2 separate regions of the Gossypium raimondii genome follow, and region 1 is linked to region 2. Evidence: chromatin contacts called from public Hi-C data. All regions are on one chromosome and are shown on one strand. Each heading gives the region's core, a stretch centred on a gene start, on an enhancer-like site or on the middle of the called end of the contact. The rest is flanking DNA. Distances are from core to core; before and after follow the strand shown.

The links. A called contact is a pair of places that touch in the nucleus more often than the background predicts.
Region 1: a contact with region 2 is called in a Hi-C map of leaf, with 4 times the contacts expected there. The contact joins the promoter of LOC105763685 here to the promoter of LOC105763684 in region 2. A contact is called at or near these places in 2 of 2 Hi-C or Micro-C datasets (both in leaf).

What each region holds. Positions count from the first base shown.
Region 1 is chr12:31,603,744-31,606,621 of ASM2569854v1, reverse strand. It overlaps LOC105763685 (aspartic proteinase-like protein 1), which reads right to left and starts at 1,455. Exons shown (of 10, transcript XM_012582002.2): 1 at 954-1,455; 2 at 143-281. The coding sequence starts at 1,258.
Region 2 is chr12:31,389,406-31,392,362 of ASM2569854v1, reverse strand. It overlaps LOC105763684 (protein CELLULOSE SYNTHASE INTERACTIVE 1), which reads right to left and starts at 1,317. Exons shown (of 8, transcript XM_012582001.2): 1 at 1,171-1,317; 2 at 700-860. The coding sequence starts at 702.

The DNA.
Region 1 (2,878 bases), core at 206-2,705, 210 kb before region 2:
ATCATGAACAATGTAAATATGCCACAAAAAGCATAACAACTAAAAGGGTCAAACCTTCAAAAAAAAAAAAGGTAAGAATGATCATGAAAGTAAATAATACACCTAGAGTGTTTAACAACATAATCATAGAAAGCCGGCCTACCAGACTACTATAGTAACTGGCTGACAGTGGAGCACATTGCACACAATCGCATGGAACCCAAAGTAAATCGCTTCCCACATCCAACGCAACAAGAAATGAAACATTCGGTGTCCCTATATCAATCCAGGTGTAGTGTAACCTAAAATTTCAAAATTGAGTTTATTAAATAATCAAATAAACAGCAGAGAATAAACCCTCAGTTGATATTTACAAATATTTTATTTTTGGATTATAGAGTCATATACAGCTTAAAATCACCAATATGTCACATTCTCCATACGGGTTTTTCATGAATTGGGGGCTGTTCAAACTTCAAAATTCTCCATTTTCTAAGGTTAGCAACCTCCATTTTTCCATTACTGGTTCTAGAAAACCTAACCCTAACTTATTCCACTTCTATAATACATCTCTATTGGTATTGGAAAATGCTGTAAAAAGTACCCTAAGAGCATTTTATAAGTAAATATTTTCGCACTCGTTGCAGTAATTTCCATGCCATTAGCTAAGAACCTAGAAATTCATTTACAAGGAAATATAAACATTTGCACATAAAAATTGCAATTTTTTTTAAGCCCGGCAACTTGCATTGTACGAAGCAATCATTGTCCATCAACAAAAAAGAAAAATCAGGCAACAAAAAGTGGAAGACTTTCCTTCAAAGAAAGTCGAATACCTTTTAAAAGAAAATATAATGGGGATTTTTTTTAAAAAAAAGTAAACTGGAGAAAATTGAGCTACACTATTAGTCAAATATCGGTCAACAACATAGTTCAAATAAGATTCTTTTTTTTTAATTGGGGGGGGGGAATACCATCCGAAGTCATTTCCGAACGACGTCGTCTTACTCCCTTGAGAAGGGAAAACAAGATTGTACTTAGTCCCAAGCTTCATCTTCTGCCGCTGAAAATCGCTGTTGACAAGCAACTCATAGTACTCCAAATTCTTCATCTCCGGCCACCGAACTCCGCCGTCGTTCCTGAGAACCCTAAGCAGCTTCGCCTCATCGGAGAACCTATGAATGAGCCTGGAAGAGTAAGTAAAGTCCGCCGAAACATGGGAGGAGGAGAAGGCCAGAAAGGACACTAAAATCAGAATCAAAGATCGCGTCGTCTCCATTGACAAAGATCTAAGCTTTTTTTCACAAAAAATAGAAAATAGAAATGCGTATGGAAATCAAAGCCGGAAAATGGGTAGGGATTTCTCTCTCCTTTCTTTGAGGATTTTTTTGGTTTCGAAAAAGGAGAAGAAGGGTGCGCAGTGCGCATAGAGTTAGAGGGAGTAAAGAGAGTGGAGAGCGTTGCTGTTGGGATAAATTTTTGGATCCGAGTAATAAATAGTAAGCAGGAAGTGTTAAAAAATAATAAAGTGGGATTAATTAATTAAGGAGTATATGTAGGTGGGGTCCAGTGGTGAGCAGGAAAAAAAAGATAGTAGGTTGACGTGTCAGAGAAAAGAAGAAAAGGAAAGACGGGTTTGATTGGGGGGAGGTTGTAATAGTCTGACACGTGGGGTCCGTTACGTTTGTGGGGTTTAGAGATGAGGAGACGGCGTGCTGATTCCTGTCCTTCACTTTCAACCGTTGCCTTCACTTAGCTGCCTGCCTGCCCTGCCTTCTTTTCCTGTTTTTCCTTTACGTCTTCCCCCTGCTACAATTTATTAACTCAGAATATTTTACTCAATGTTTGTTAGTGTTAGTTTAGCAATATTTTTGAAAAGTATTGTGAAAAGGTGTTTTTGAGAAATATTTTTAAAAGTTTGGTTTAAAATTTAAGTATTTAATATTACTGTTAAAATTACTTTTAAAAATAAAATATCTATTTTAGACATGTTATTATCAATTAACAAATATGCATTTAAATAATATTTAAATTAGTTAATATTATTATATTTTAGTAAGAATATAAAAAATTATTATAACTTGTTAATATTTTAATATATGAAACATAAATTTTAAATATTTTAAGCAATAAATATTAATTATTTATAAAATTTAATTAGAATATATAAACTACATTTTAAATATTTAAATATAACCATTAAATATTTGTAATTAGTATTTAAAAAAATATTTTTTTTATTTTTAATTAATAATTTTAACACATTTGTAATTAAGCACCAAGAAAAAAAGGAAAGTACTATGTTATTGGAGAGGTGAAAAAGTAATTAAGCACCAAATTTATTTTTGGGAGAGGAAAAGCTAAAATTTTTAGCTTCTCCTTTTCATAAGTGCTTTTGAAAAGCACTTCTGAAAAGCTAAAAATTTCAGCCAAAAACAGCTTGTTCTGCACAGCTTTTCTTCCAAAAATATTTTTGGAGTCAAAAGTGTTTTTTTTAAACAATGAAGAACTGGCCCTTAATCACCACCGGTGGAATTACTAATTTATCAATTTGATTAAAAAATGTAAAATGAAAACAATCTAGTTGAATCAATTTTTTAGTCAATTCTAACTGTTAGTATTAGTTTTCAATCTAATTGATTTAAAATCACGCTTTTGTCTGCTATTCTAGCACATGTAAGTCTCTTTGTTTTCCTGGTTTTTTGTTGTTTTTTTTCTTTTTTTATGGTTTTTTTGAATGCGGTGGCTTGGGAAGTGCCAAGGGTTTTTTTGAGAATCAGGTTTAGAAAGGGGGATAGAGAACGAACTAGCAAATTTGTCATTAAAAGATGAAGAGGATGAAATTTTAGTGGTTCGTAGTGATGTTGGTCCTGAACAAGTAACGCACAATTTGTGTTTG
Region 2 (2,957 bases), core at 68-2,567:
AGACAAGCATTAGAGAAATCAGATCCAAGGGTATTTAGGTAACTCACATCCCTGATGATAATTTCAGGGGTTAGATGAAGTTGACATATACATTTAGTATTTCATTTCCCCATTTTTTTTCTTTTTCAGAGATGAGTGGGTCAAAGAGAAGGGGGAGGGGGGAGTTTGTGGTCTTGGAGACTCCAATAATACCAATTACCTACCATATGGTAGTTGGAGAAAATCAGAGAATACAGCGACAGAAGCATCACTAAGCATATATCTCTAGACTGATCTCTATGGAAAAGGGAAACTTTAAAAGAAATGGAGCCAACTGACAGCATTAATCCAAGCTAGCATGTTAGAACATCAGATCTTAAATATCAGTATAAATATATTTCCAAAAAGAGAAAAAGGCATTCAACCAACACATTACAATAAAATTTTGGGGTCTCATCATTCAAATTTTTTTCAGATTTTATCACTATTGAATTGCATTTCCAAATGATCGCCGCCAGATACACTGTTTTCCCAGCTTAAAGAAACAAATTATCTACTAAAAGGATGCATTTATTTATTACCAATGACTGCAAAATGAGATCTAAATACAGTAGAAAAAAGACCACCTAAACTTCATAATTGGAAAATATCATAAATTCACAATCCATACCCTTAATGCTAAATTATCCAAAGACTGAAGTCTAAAAACTAGAAACATACCATATCATTAACAGGAAGGCCGCTGCTATTGTTAGCAGCAAACCGCCAAGCGAGTGTCGCTGCCAGCTTTGCTTCTTTAGTGCAAGATTCGCTGAATCTAAGAAAAAACTTAGCCCCTCTCCAGATTCAGCCACTACGCGTCGTCAAAACATTAAAATCTCCTGCCAAACAGTAACCGAAATAGAAATTTATCAATCAAATCCAGATCAAGCATAAATCATCATAATTCAACAATAAGTGTATCTCGAAAGAGCAAAAATCCAATGCAGCTAATACTAGTAAACTAAAACGAAAGAAAACGAATCGAGAAATGAATCACATTTCCAAGACTCTGATTTTTTTTCTTTTCATTAGGAGAGAAAACAGAAAACTGAAATGAATCGTTTTCCACTAAATTAAAGAATTAAAGAAAGAATTAAAGAATCAAAACTCGATGCAAAGAATTAAAAAAAGAAATGTAGAGAAGCAAACCTTTAAAGAGAGAACAATTAATCAATTCTTGATTTGATATGAGAAAAACAATAACTAGAGAAATGATGAAAAGATAAATACTCCTATATATACATATTTTATATTTGTTCTTCTACTTTTTCTCTCTGTTCTAATTTTTCCTTTTCCTTTTTAAATCAGCTCACTTACAGTTACAGCCGACGCTTTCAGTGAACCACCGACAACTTGAAGGGTCTACTTTTCGGCTCGGCTCGGCTCAGCTTGGCTTCTTGTATTCTGAGCTCGGCTTTTGTAACGTTCATAATTCGAATAATTTTCTAACATGAATTAAAATTATCCACGCATCCCAATTATGTTTGTGTCCCCATCTAATCTTAAATCTTTTCAATTTAGATACTAATATTTGAATTTATTTCTGTTTTAGTCGCTCGCAGTTAATTGAAAGCTTTTTTCTAACTAGTAGAATAACACATTTAGTTTTCAATACTTACATATTCTATCAATTAGATACTACTTCCAAATAATTCAATAAATTTAACCCTTCACATTTACAAATTCTATAATTTAATCCTCAGACTTTCTACTCAAAGCTTTCAGGTTTTAAAATAGAGACATTTCACATCTGTAAATTTATAAAACGCAAAAAAAGAAAAGAAACTAACGAGCCATTTGCCAAGTCAATTCTTGATACCAATGAGTTTATCTTGAAACTTTATTGGCTTTTCTTTTTCTCATTAGTCTTCTTCTAAATATAATATTTTATAACACTTTGATTCACAAAATTTTGACAAAAGCAAATGGAAAACCTTTTAAAAATAATTTAGATTTACTATTGATAACAATATGATATTCCCATCAAGATACTTAGAAATAGCCCTCAAGTTGGTTCTTCAAATTGGAAATTGAGGCTTAAAAATATGTCATGGAAAAATCCAGTTGTTCAATCAATAATTATATAAGAAAAATTATGAACATTTAATTTTCACAAGAAAAAATGTAAAAGAATTAATTGAATGTCCGTTTGTTACATTGATAATGATTTTTTATTTTATAAACTAATTAAGAGATTACTATTTGTTCTATTTATTGTTAATTATTTGCTTTTAATTTTAAATCCACAATAAGCAATGTGTATAACTATTAATCTAATTTAGTGTCAAATTATTTACCAAATTAATTAAAAACTAAAATTATGCTAGTCGGGTGAAGAATTACTTTTAAAAATATTAAATTATTTATATATTATTATTATATATTATAATTCTAAAATTTATATTTTCTATTATTTTTAATGGTGTTTAGTTAATTTCTAACACTAACTTCTTAAAATATAAAATAAAAGGGTTATGTATCGAATTAGATAATTTCAACCATAAATAAAACAATTAATAGATGTGGAATACCTCTATTTTAAAAGTTGAAAACTTTGGTTAGGAAGTTTGAGAATCAAATTGATAAAATTTGTAAATGTGAAGGATTAAATTTATTGAATTATTTAGAGTTAAGATCAAATCGATAGAATATGAAAGTATTGATGACTAAATGTGTTATTATATTAGTTAGAAAAAGATGTTACGTAATCAATTTAATGGCGGTGATCAAAACAGAACGAATTCATACATTGGTGTTAAAATTAAAATTTTTAAAATTAGATGATGAATATAATTAAATGATCATTTGTATAATTTGCCCTCTAATATTTAGAATGTGTAATGTAAATGCAAACAACTTTAATTAATGATAAATTGCGTGTAAATTAAATTGAATTTCGGTCATTAAAATTATTTGGTTAAATTGAGAATTTTAGG